Linked DNA regions of Pan troglodytes: region 2 is linked to region 1. A link is a contact called in public Hi-C data. All regions are on one chromosome and are shown on one strand. The core of a region is the stretch at or near the end of the contact, and the rest is flanking DNA. Distances in the headings are between cores, read along the strand shown.

The links. A called contact is a pair of places that touch in the nucleus more often than the background predicts.
Region 2: a contact with region 1 is called in a Hi-C map of induced pluripotent stem cells, with 2.8 times the contacts expected there. The contact joins two enhancer-like sites. A contact is called at or near these places in 2 of 7 Hi-C or Micro-C datasets (both in induced pluripotent stem cells).

What each region holds. Positions count from the first base shown.
Region 1 is chr15:93,894,223-93,901,023 of NHGRI_mPanTro3-v2.0_pri, reverse strand. All of the region lies in intron 1 of TUNAR (TCL1 upstream neural differentiation-associated RNA), which reads right to left. Among named protein-coding and RNA genes, the nearest start is that of TUNAR, 19 kb to the right of the region's middle. Within about 2 kb of position 2,758, at least 2 of the 24 cell types and tissues checked have an H3K27ac peak or open chromatin away from gene starts, as enhancers often do. A contact at or near this core is called in induced pluripotent stem cells, where this site is marked.
Region 2 is chr15:93,992,174-93,998,894 of NHGRI_mPanTro3-v2.0_pri, reverse strand. No RefSeq gene overlaps it. Among named protein-coding and RNA genes, the nearest start is that of C14H14orf132, 45 kb to the left of the region's middle. Within about 2 kb of position 2,939, at least 2 of the 24 cell types and tissues checked have an H3K27ac peak or open chromatin away from gene starts, as enhancers often do. A contact at or near this core is called in induced pluripotent stem cells, where this site is marked.

The DNA of each region.
Region 1 (6,801 bases), core at 1,509-4,008:
CCCCAGCTTCCAGAACTGTGAGAAATAAATGTGTGTAGTTTAGAAGCCACTCAATTTATGCTATTTTGTTATAGCAGCCCAAATGGATGAAGACAGGCAGCCTGCCTGCAGTCAAACACCCCCTTGAATTATTCTGCATGCAGGTGAAGATTTACTTCTAACCAAGCCTCGGGGACCCAGGAATCCTTCTAGTGGGTGCTGCTCCACTGTGGTCCCCATCTCAGAGCTGAGGGTCTCCTGTTCTGAGAGGGAGAAGTCTGAGCTTTTTGTGGGGGGCTGTGGGATACCTGGGAGTGGATTCTGGGGCATCACCTTCGACAAAGGACATCAGGCCAATGAGAAGCCACCGACCATCCCAGATGTGGCTGCATGGTCTCCTGACAACCACAGAACTCCTGGGGCCTCCAGCATACCACAAAGGAGGCACAGACCAGTGATGGGAAATGGGAAAGTCAGCTTCTCCCACAGCCCCAGTTACCGAGAGATGCCAGCCTCCATGCAATTAGCAAAGTGGGACAAGTCTTGGCCTAAAATCTACTTGAAATCAATCAAGTTTTGGGGGGAAGGGAAGCTGAGTAGAAATCAGAAGGTTGGGGTTTGGTTACCAGCTAGTCATTTCTACCTGGGTGATCCTGGTCAGTTACCCAGTCTTTCTCAGCCTGTTTACTCATTGGCCAAAGAACAATCTCACAACAGCTGCTAGACTTTTTTCAACTCGAAACGAAAAGGCACAGGAGAAAGTGAGCGGCAGGAAGAGCAGAGTCAAAACAATCAAAAACTGACCTTAGAGGAGACAGAAATAATTCATGGACTAAAGCAAACAAACAAACAAAATGCTCTAATTACTATTCCAGCACTCAGTATACTAGTAGCTATAAAACGAAAATAGATTCTAGGAAAAGAAATGATCAGAGACAAGAAAAAGCTCTCAGAGGTTAAAAATGTTAGTGCCAACATGTTTTTTAAAAGTTAAAAAAAAGCAAAACGACAAACCAGAAAATGAAGTCAACAAAATCTCGAATAAAGAGCAAAAAGGCAAAGAAATGAGAAAAATGTAGAAGAATATAATCCCTTTCTGGAAGATTTTAGAGCTGACAAGTAAGAGGCTCAGATATGGAGAATGGAAAACAAATGAAGGTTTTAAAACAATCAGTTCCATTAGAATCTCCCAGAGCTGAAGGATGTGGGCTTTCAGATGAAAGGGGTCCACTGGGCATCCAGAACAATGAATAAATGAAGACCCACCCTGGAGACTATCCTCATGTAATACATGAACCCCATGAATGAAGAAGAATTCTTATAATCTTCTGGACAAGACAAATAGAGAATAAATAATCTACAAAGAACCAGGCATCGGACTTCTCATCAGCAACAAGGAAAACTCTAAAGTCTTCAAAATTCTGAAGGCAAATGATTTAGAACCTGGAAATCGACCTTCAGTGTGAGCATAAAATACAGACATTTTCAGACAGTTTACTTTCCATGTACCTTTTCTTAGGAGGTAACTTAAGCAAACAGAGCCTCCAACCCAGGAAAGCAATGACGGTGAGCCCAAGATGACCTGGGGGCAGCAGCCCTGGAGAGGATGCAGTACCCTGGGTAGAGGAGGGGAGAGCATCCTGAGAGGGGTTAGCTCTCCAGAAGAAACAAAACAAAACAAAAAAACAATGGGGAAAGGCTCAATGGAACAGGCGGTATGAAAAAAGGGAGAGTATGAAAAAGGCATAGAAAGCAAGAAGAAAAAAAGAAAGGCAACCAGAAATCCCAGAAAAAATATCCTGTGCAATAAAGTGATGATCCAAAGATGAAGCAAACTACAATATGGCATGCTTCCAAGCAAATGACATTGTGTAGGCAGGAGAACCCACTCAAGTCTGTTCCAGGCCATTCTGCTTTGAGTGGTCTAGGGGTTCTGACATTGATCTCCAGAGAAGAAAAGGTCATCCCAGTGCATGAGTTAACCCAGCATTAGACACTTCCGATGTAGCAATAATTATAGCAATGTCACCTACTGTTCTCAACATTCAGAGTCAAACTATGGACAATGCATACGCTAGAGCATTCAGGATGGGATGCAAGCTTCAGCAACCTTGAAGGAATGTCAGCCTGAAAGTAGCAGGTGAGTGGCACCGAAGCTTGAGAGGAAAGACAAAAGGAACAATATGGATTAACAACCTCACCTTATGAAATAAGGAGACAGACACACTGTGCAAGGGTGCTGGAGAAAAATGTATCTAAAGATTGAAAAGTAACAGATAGAAGCACTTTAACAAGCACAGATGAAACTGAGAGGAGGAGAAAGAGCCACTAGTACAGCAGTGGCTTCCTCTTCCACATCAGGAAGTCCATGACTGGGGCTCAAAGACGATCAATGCACTGTCTGGATGCAAATCCTGGATCACACAAAGTGGGGACAAAGTTCTGATGAGGATTAAATGAGTTTATAGGAAAAACATCCCCAGAACAGTGCCTGGCACAAAGCAAGCATTCAGGATGTATCAGGGCTTTTATGATATACTTGCCTATACAATTTGATTTGTGACAATGCGCATGTGTTAACTTTTAAAAATGGTTTTACTGTGAAATAAAAACATATGCCAAACAGAGCTATTTGAAGGAACAAATTCCAACGCAAGCCCGAATCATGGCATAAACTGTAAAGTACGATTTTAGAGCCTGCTAAGCAGGCAAGGCAGCACGCTCTGGGAGCTGGAGAGTGTCATGGAAAATATGGAGGGCTGTGGTGAGGAGGCTTCCCAGAGCCAGGCCTGCAAGGAGACCCTGCCCTTTGCATTCCCAAGCTGCAAACTGCAGAGTACTCTGCTGCCGCATGATATCAACATAACAAAGTGTTATTTTTTGCAAATGGAAAATAAATGTTTCCACCTTTTGGGGCACCTGGACACTTCTTACAAACTGCTTGCAAGTGGGATTCAAACTACTACTCTCCTGATTCCATTTTTATTTGCAGAGTAAGGCAAACAGAGCAGAGGCTTTCTGCTTCCACTTTTGCCAAAAGAAAAACAAGTGAGGCTTGGAATGGCCTCTAGAGTTCCAGAGGGTGTGGTGCAGCTTCTGGCTTGCCCCTCACCCAGCCCAGTCCCTTCATGGAAGTCCCAGCTTTATTCCACGCAAAACAGGGCAGGAGGTGCTTTGTCCCAGGAGGTGGGGCTGCAGTGAGCCTTGATGCCACAAATGAAGTCTCCAGTGGGTACAGGGTCATGCCTGTGCACTGCCGCTACTTAGCTAGAACAGCCCGATCTCTATTTCTGGGGTTCTACCTCAGTTTCCCCATTGAGCTTGAACACTGACACCCTGACATCCTGCCTGGCTCACTCCAGTGCCCACCTTCTAGAAGACCGGACTCTAAGCCCCATTTCTTCCACAGCTCACTGCATAATCGTTGAGATCGGTAGGAAAGGCAGCAGGTGGGTAGGTGCAGTGAGAGGTGCACAGGAGTGGGGCCAGGGAGAAGGCCGGTTTGAATATCCACTCTATTACTCACTGGCAGAAACGTTTTTTAACCTTGCTGAGCCTGGGCTTTCTCAAGGATTCAATAATTTAACAAATATGCGACCAAGTGCCCACCTGGGGCCAGGTACCACGCTAGGTGTTGAAGATTTGAGAGGTGCACAAAGCATGTTGCTTTGTAAGGAACTTACCAAGAAAAAGGCCACCTGGTGGTGGATGCCATGATGGGCAGGCACCACGTGGTGGAGCAGCCCAGAGACACCGGAGCAACAGCCTGCAGTGGAAGGGACCAGGGTCAGAGAGAAGGCGACGGCGGGCTAAGATCTGAAGGAGGAAGAGAAGCGGGAGAGTGTTCCAGTGGAGGCAACAGCACGTGCCGTGGTTCAAAGCAAGAAAAAAATGGGCCGGAAACACCTTCCCAAGGTCTGGTGCACAGGGTGCTGGGGGTGAGGAAGATGCCAGAGAGCTATGCCAGGAAGATCAGAGACCCTGGAAGCCCTTGGAAGGGCTTTAAATCATTGGTAAAATTCCCACTTTGTAGCAATGTGAGGCTGAGCGAACCATGATCCTGGAGGATGCGTCGGGAACTCCCTTGTAAAACAGATGCTAACATGACCATCCCACTGCCTGGGTTTTGGCTTGCCTCATTTGACAACTCTCCGCTCCCTTTCCTCCTATGCATGCACACCCACACATACACACACGCACCACACACACTCTAACAACATGCACACATGTGTGATTTGCTGGAACTCACGTCTTTGGCTACAGAGCTAAAACAGGGCCCCACACTTCCCTCACTCTATCAAACCAGCAGGCAGATCTTTCTATCTTGCCCAGTCCTAGCTTCCTGCCCTTCCCGCTGGCCCATGCTCTCCTCCTGGGTTAGACACATCTGTTCTTCCTGCCTGGACTGCCCTTCTGCACATAGCTAACTGCTACTCTTCCTTTAAGATGCAGCTGAGATGTCCCCTCTCTGGGACACCTTGTATGACCCTCGTCCAGCTTCAAGGCAGGTTCTGCACTTCCTGCACTTACCTGGCAGACAACATCTGTCACTATTCTCTGGAGATGCTGGCTGTCTGGCTTGACTCCCTGCCTTGGCCATTTCTGTGCCCTCAGCTCCAACCTATCGTCAGGAGAGAGGTGGTGCCCAGCAGGAACGTGTGGCTGGGATGAACACTCCATCCCGCAGTGCCCTGCACCAATATGCACATGCTGTGGACTCCAAGAGGAAGCCACCTGTGGCTGAGGACAGGAGGTCTCTGGGTCCTCACTCTCTCCTTCACTGCAACCGCATCTACACCTTCCCTGTGCATCATCCCAATCCCATCTGACCCTTGCTTAAAAGAGTCCTTTCTTTTAAGATCTCTTGAAGCTGTGCAATATGCAGAGAAGGAGGCTGACCTGTGGGAGAGCTTGCTCTTCCAGGCATGGCCTTAGGGGCTTTTTGTTTTATGTAACATTCCAACAATCTATAGACCTACAGCTCAGCACCTGCAGAAGGTCATGGGCCTGGTTCCAAATCTTCTTTCTCAATCAATTGGGAACAGTTTACACCAAGAAAAAAGTGTTTCGACAAGCAGGACTGTTGCCAGGGGCCCCGCAAACCACACTCTTCCGCAAGTTCGCAAATCCTGATCCTCACGTGTGAATCTCTCCCTCCCCGCCCTCCTCTTGCTAGTGTGGCTGTCCTGGGTTAAGGTGCCTGGGGAACGGGGACCCAAAAGCCACTGGGCTCCAACAGGGCATGACTGTCTAATTTGTCTAATTCATTTAGGGGGTCCCCAAGCCCTTGCACAGATGCAGCACATAGCGTGTGTTCAATGAGAGCTCGTTAACATCAAATGCACTGCCTGATCCCAAAAGAGGGGAATTTCTGACAAAATGGCATTTTTCATTGAAAGGAGACCTAGACCAAGGAGATGTGTTCTTTCTCCTCAAACACTCTCAACATCCCAAGGGACCTTAATGCTCACCTTAAACCAGTGCTCGAAGCCAGACGCTAACCCAGCTTGGATGATCCAATCAGCAATGACTGCTCCTCTTCCCTCTTCTGGAAATCTGCCAGTTTCCCTGAGCAGTCATCTCCACAGGGGAGCTATCCACCAAAACAGGGCAAAATCGTCTTGCGACTTTAAATCAGCATTAGCCAGGGTGGCTCTGTGTGCCAGGCACACACTGGACCCACCATGTACATTTCTGCAAGGCTATTTGCAAATGACTGAACAGGCCCAGAAAGACCGGGCATGTGCCCACATAGTGCAGCCACAATTCGGAGCTGGTGGTGAACCTTAACAATGAATGCAGTGTCCATGAGCAGCTTTGAAAATGCCTGGTGCCAGGCTCCAGCTCAGACCAACTGCATCATTAATACAAAGTGAGGAGGCCTGGGCATGAGCATTTTTCAAATGCTCCTGGGAAGGTTATTCTCATAGACAGCTGGGTTGAGAACTCCAGCACTTGAGCAAAAGCTGTCTCTGGCAACGGGTCTTGTCTATTTTTGTTAAATGAGCACCTGCTATGCCCCTGGCACTCCACTGGCTGCTTGATGGGGAGTGGGGTGGGGGGGATCCATGGTCTTTCAGAAGCAGCTCCTGCTCTCAGGGAGCATCCAGGTAGCTTCAGGAATCAGGGACACACGCAGAACCTGAGGACAGACCCAACCCCTTAGAGCCATAAGGAGTGAGGGCGGCCCCTTCCCTGTTGGCCCCTGGTCACTTTTGATTCCACTTTGCAGCAAACTTTTCCTTCACAGGCCAGTCAGTATTCTTGGGTCTGCTGACAGCACTGCCCAGTCAGGTTGCTCCAGGTTCCTGCCTCCTGAAACCCTGGATTCCCATCCTGCAACCCTAACTTTCCCAGGCTGCCTCCCATGCTGCAAAAAGGAAGCTTCCTCTTTTCCAAGATCCCAGGTGGCCTCCCACCTCTCCCACTATCCCTGTCCCCAACTGCTTGGGTTTCCACTAGTCCTTGGCAGGGACCCTCATGAAACTCTCTGGAGAGTCCGTGTTCCCTCTCTCTGGTCTCCTCTAGTGAGAAAATTTTCCCATCCCATTGGCCATGGTCACTGCAGACTCAGTAGATCTAAAACTTGACGCGTCTTCAGAAATTCACTTGAAACTGCAACAGGTTTTCAGAGGGGCCACCTCCTTGCCCAAATCTACCACCTTTTCCTATAAGTGGCTCCCACTGGGGTTACATGGCCACCTATCCCTGCACCGCCAGACATATCGAGGTGCTGTCTTCAACCCTATTCTTCAATCAGGTCCTGCCACTTTGTCCTGAGGCATCTCCCAGATAATGAGAGCTGCGGGCATTTCAAGTCGT
Region 2 (6,721 bases), core at 1,690-4,189, 98 kb before region 1:
ACAGGGTTACAGTAATTAAAACAGCATAGTACTGGTACAAAAACAGATGCATAGACCAGTGGAACAGAATAGAGATCCAGAAATAAGACCACACACTTACAACTATCTGATCTTCAACAAACCTGACAAAAACAAGCAATGGGGAAAGGATTCCCTATTCAATAAATGGTGCTGGGAGAACTGGCTAGCCATATGCAGAAGATTGAAACTAAACACCTTCCTTACACCATATACAAAAATCAACTCGAGATGGATTAAAGACTTAAATGTAAAACCCAAAACCATAAAAACTCTGGAAGACAACCTAGGCAATACCATTCTGGACATAGGAGTAGGCAAAGAGTTCACGACAAAGACCCAGAAGCAATTGCAACAGAAGCAAAAATTGACACATGGGATGTAATTAAACTGAAGAGCTTCTCCACAGAAAAGGAAACTATCAACAGAGTAAAAAGACAGTCTACAGAATGGGAGAAAAATTTTGCAAACTATGCATCTGACAAAGGTCTAATATCCAGCATCTATAAGGAACTTAAACAAATTTACAAGAAAAAAAAAACCTATTAAAATGTGGGCCAAGGACATGAACAGAACAGACCCTTTTCAAAACAAGGCATACATGTGGCCAACAGTCATATGGAAAAAAATCAATATTACTGTTCATTAGAGAAATGCAAATCAACACCACAATGAGATACCATCTCACACCAGCCAGAATGGCTACTACTAAAAAATAAAAAAATAGCAGATGCTGGTGAGTTTGCAGAGAAAAAGGAATACTTATACACTGTTGGTGGGAGCGTAAGTTAGTTCAACAATTGTGTAATACAGGCTATTCCTCAAAGACCTAGAAATAGAAATACCATTTGACTCAGCAATCCCATTACTGGGTATATACCCAAAGGAATATAAATCATTCTATTATAAAGATACATGCACACATATGCTCATTGCAGCACCATGAAATCAACTCAAATGCCCATCAGTGATACACTGGATAAAGAAAATGTGGTACATATACACCACGGAATACTATGCAGCCATAAAAAGGAATTAGATCATGTCCTTTACAGGGGCATGGATGGAGCTGGAAGCCATCATCTTCAGCAAACTAACACAGGAACAGAAAACCAAACAGTGCATGTTCTCACTTATAAGTGGGAGCTAAATGATGAGAACACATGAACGCATAGAGGGGAACAACACACACTGGGGACTATTGGAGGGAGGAGGTAGGAGGAGAGAGAGGATCAGGAGAAATAACTAATGTGTATTAGGCTTAATAGCTGGGTGATTAAATAATCTGTTAAAAAAAAAAACCATGGCAAAAGTTTACCTATGTAACAAACCTGCATGTGTAGCCCTGAACTTAAAATAAAAGTTAAATAAAGAATAATTTTAAAAGAATATATGACTTTTTTAGAGGCTTGCCCATGTACACGTTTGGGGATACAAAAGATTCAGTAACCATATCTAGATTTCAGAACATCTACAAGTGGAGCTAAATGATTTTTTGCTAGAAGATAAATTTTTCTTGAAAGAACTTGACTGTCATTTCAGCAGTTGACAGCTAGCATTCATTAAAGATGCTACCTTCAGGCTTTTAAGGAAAAGGAAGAAAATGAAATCTAACTGGTTGGAATGGAGGGTAAACATAAATTAGAGTATAAAGTTTTAAAGTTCTTAAGAATACACTTAGAGAAACTAAAATTAGTAGAAAAGGAAACAAGGAATTTGACTAGGCAAGCTACAAAATATGGGATAAAATCAGTAAATATATTAACAAAAAGGTACTTTAACAAATTAAGACAATATTATTTTATTTTTACCCTGGCAAGTATTTAAACATATCACTTGTAAGTGTTGCCAAGGGTAGGATAAAATGGGCATGGGCATAGCCAAGCACGGGTGTAGTGGATGCTGTGGTGTGCCACCCAGATTCCCAGTGAAGGATAGAGGCACCTATTTCCCCAGCTGCCAGGAGTGCTGCCTGCTCATGGCTCAAGCAGAGTCCTTCCCTAGGAATTGTCCTTGCCTAAGGAAGCTGCCTCCCTAGTGGATCTCACATCCAATGATTGGGCCATTAGGACACACAAAGCTCTGAGCCCTTAACTTTAATTCAGGACAGCTGAAGGGGCCATCCTCAGCCCTGTTGCTATTGCATTGCCGTTCAATGTGTACCTCCACCTGTCCTACTCATTCTCTTGCAGGTGCCATTCCAATAGGCTTTCCCAATAAACCTCCTGCACACAAGTCTCCGTCCTAGGTCTGTTTCAGTCTAAGATGACTGCTATGAAGAAATAAACGTCTTTTCCCTTGCCAAATCTATTTATATTTTCATTTATAAAATCTTACTTTGGTTCTACATTTATAAGGTATTTTCCATTATGAATCAAATTGATATGGATCCATATTTATTTTCTCCTGGTTCTTTTAGTATTCTATATTTTAATATGTAACTCTTTAATTCATCTGGGAATTCATCTCAGTGTCCTGAGTGAAATAGGACTCTAATGGACTCTAATTAACTCCCTCCACCTCCTAAATAGTTGACCCCTGGAACTCATTATGGGATAAGCCACACGATTCTCAACAGATTTTGAAGGTGTGTGATTTGATTCCACCAGCAGAAAGTCCGGATATCCTAAATTGGGAGTGCTCCAACTTAGAGGGTCCTTCTGCAGGACTATCAATACTTCTATTTAGCCAGCAGGGGGCTCTGGTGCATAAGAAATGCTTTTAGCTAAATTCTGCTAATTGGCTAAATTGTCCCCACAATAAATGATTCGCCTTCTCAGAACACAATGAACTCAGCAATTGCAGAGCTCCTCTCTCCCTAGCTCCTGATGGGACCCACGGGGGAGAGACCTCTTTCCGCTGTGGATACTACACAGACCTGTGGCTGAAGAGCCTGGCAAAAAGGAATTTGAACTGCACTCAGAGGCATCCCCAAACAGAACAATCTGTCTTCAGGACTAGTGAGTTTCCTGTTGCTGGAAGGGCTCAGACAGGGACTCCAAAAACATTTCAATTAGCTTTCCATAGACCCAAAGTCTGACCATTAATGCCACTCCAGGGTGGCTTTATATATGCTATTGCACTTAAAGGCCCTTTATTAAATGCAAAGTACTTAATGACATTCTTTGTTGGAATTTTCTCAGTGATGACTGAATGACTCTTTTGTGCTCTGATTTGAGGCTTGGGAGAAAGACCTGATCTGCCAGTGACTCTCTCCTGTCCCAGCACCTGAGTTGTCTTCACTACAGACTCATTCCACTGGCTCCCCAGAGCACTCTATTCAGTTAACATGCCCTACAGGCAGAACAGCAGGGACTCTAGCAGCTGACCCATCCTGGGCCCTGACAGGCTGGTGGAGAGCCAGGGATGGCTTTTCTGCGACAGTCATGGCTGTGGCTGTGGCACTGTGGAGCAGGGTGATGGCGAGGCTTCTAATCCCAGCTCTGCCACTGACAGATACAGGCTGCAGCTGCCGTTGAGCTCCTCCTGTCTCAGAGCCTCGTCTGTGGGTCTGTGAGTGGGAGCACAGAATGGGCAGAGCCCTTGTTCTCACAGAAATCCTGAATCCTGATTTTAGGAGATGATGGTTTTGTCAGAGGCGTTTGAACCAGAGCAACTCCATCTTGAGTAAGGGTTGGGTAAAATGAGGCTGAGACCTACTGGGCTGCATTCCCAGACAGTTAAGGCATTCTAAGTCAGAGGATGGGATACGAGGTCAGCACCCTATACAGGTCATGAAGACCTTGCTGATAAAACAGGTTGCAGTAAAGAAGCCAAGCCAAACCTACCAAAACCAAGGTGGCAACGAGAGTGACCTCTGGTCTGGTCGTCCTCACAGCTACACTTTCACCAGCAACATGACAGTTTACAAATGCCATGGCAACGTCAGGAAGTTACCTTATATGGTCTAAAAAGGGAAGGCCTGAATAATCCACCCCTTGTTTAGCATGTCATCAAGAAATAACCATAAAAATGGGCAAACAGCTGCCCTCGGGGCTGCTCTGTCTATGGAGTTGCCATTCTATTATTTCTTTACTTTCTTAATAAAGTTGCTTTCACTTTACTCTACAGGCTCGCCCTGAGTTGTTTCTTGCGCGAGATCCAAGAACCCTCTCTTGGAGTCAGGATCTGGACTCCTTTCCTGTAACAGCGTGAACTCTACCAAAGGTGATTGGCTTTTGATTTTGTCAGCTAGGGTGGGGTTGCGTCAAGGTGATGTCCACAGGCTCTGCCTCTCCCATAACATGCAGGGCTCCCAGGACCACGGCATTGGGGTCACCTGGCCGTCTATCACACATACAGACTCCTTGCCTGCTACCTGCCTTACTGAACCAGAGCTGCTGATGGGAGCCCAGCAATCTGCCTGTAATAGACCCTTGGGTGATTCCGATGCACTGTGAAGTCTGCGACTCCTGTCCACAGGGAAAAGTCCAGCCTCTCTCTCACATGTCTCACAAGCCCTGGCCCTGCAGAATCTGGCCCCTGCCTACTCCTTCCTGTCCTGTGTACTTCTTTCCCCAACAGCACATAAATGTGCACACACACACACACCATACATTTTGTTAAAAGATAAACTGAGGCACATTAAAATATTAGAGCTTATTTGAGCATTCAACAATCCATGAACTGGGCAGCTCCAGAATTCAAATGGTTCAGGGCTTGCCAAAGAGGTTTGAAGGAAAGGCTTTTGTAGAACAAATGTGGAAGCAGAGCAAAAAATTATTTGATTAGTTAACGTTTGAGCAATTGCCTTGAAATAGCCTTTGAAAAATTATAACAGTGGGAAAATTGCAGCAGTGAAAGAGATCCAACCTAACCAACTCCATTTTGCCTTTAACCTCCAAAGAGCCCTGGTCACTTCTAGGTGTCGGCCAAGCTAATGTTGGGAGAAATTTTATAGTTTAAATGATAATAGCTCTTCCCCAAAACTAAAACCCCTATGTAAAACTAATGAAAAGTCACCAAGTTAGAAGGATGAGAGAGGTCTGAATTTATAGTTAAATGATTACCAGCCATTATTCCAGAGGTCATAAAATTTGCAACTTCCCCAATTACTCCTGTAAATCACATTACTATAGCAGAATTAAGATTGGCCTTTTAAGATGTCTTTTCAGACTTTTGCATTTCTCATGAGCAGATGACCCCACCCAGACCCGTGACTCTCCACACAACCAATCCTATGGCCCCAACCCAAAGCAGACTCAGAGAATGAGGACCATTTTCCACACCCCTGTGATTACATACTCAACCAATCAGCAGCATCCATTCTCTAGCCCCCTGCACCCCAAACTATCTTTGAAAAATCCTACCTTCCAAATTTTAGGGGAGGCCAATCTGAGTAATAATAAAACTCTGTTGTCCTGGTTAGTTGACTCTATGTGTGTTAAACTCTTTCTCTATTGCAATTCCCCTGTTTTGATAAATTGGCTCTATCTGGGCAGTGGGCACCGTGAACTCATTGGGTGGTTATAGCCTCATTTGAACTATCCTAATAGGAAGTTTAAGACAAGATAAGGAATGCCCAGTTGGCTGCCTATGATTAGTTGAGCTTAAGTTTTGTTTTCTTTTAATTTCTGAGTTAGGTTTCAGTTGGCTTATACAGGAACCCAGGGTGTCAGAGCCACCTCAATCTAGTGACCTCCCATTTCATTATTTTAACAATTATGACTGGACATTCCCTTACCATCTAGAATGTGGAGAATTCCCATGGATAATTTATACTACTGTGATTTTGCTCATGCTATTTCCTTCTGCTGAATGCTGTATTGGAGCTCAGAAACTGATACTCCAAAATATGGCATTTTGACATGCTGGACTGAAGAAGGCTCAGGTCTCCCTGACCTCCCCCTTCTTCCACCATTTCTCCCAAAGAAGCTGAAGTTTCTTTATCTACCTAAAATCCAGACCCACCAAGGAGAACAACTGTTCTTTCTTCCCCTCCCTATTATCTCATTATCTATTTCAGAAAAGAAGACCAAGATGTGACTACACCTGAACGGACTCTTTTACAAGCATAATGACTGTCCAAGGATCATCTGCATTCCAAAGAAAACTATTTACTATTTACAAGGTAAGCTCTGTTCCCCATCCAATCACTCTTCATAGCACTCACTTATTGCCCTTCAATAGAATTCCTCATCTCCCCCTGCCAATAACCTGTTTTACCAGAATCCAAGCCCCCATTTTTTCTGTAACTTCAAAATGATATATAAGTTCCTGTAGCTCGTTGGGAAGTTGGATCTTCATTCTGAATAAAAATTAAATATGTTTTTATGCCTTTTCCCCAGTTAATCCATCAGTCTCATTCCAGCGATTTTTCAGTGAACCTTTAGGAGGCCAATGGCCATGGTCCTGAGAGATGTTTTCTACACAAACCCCCAGCTGACCCTTTCTCCTGGAAACCCAAGAACAACTGCTCATGCCTTTTGCTTAATCTCCTCCCCAAAGCCTCTCTGGAATCATTTGTCCTCAGAATGCATTGACTCTACATTCCTTTATGTTGTTACATGTCCTGACTCCTGCCATCTTACCTGCCATACTATGGGGCACTGTGTGTCCACCTTGCCCCTTTGAGCCTTCACTCCTTGAAGGCAGTATCACTGTCTCATTTTTCATCATACCCCATGGTCTACTCCATGGTGACCACCACCTAGAAGGGACTTCTTAAGTGTTTGTTGGGTGAATGAGTTGTCTACAGAGCTTC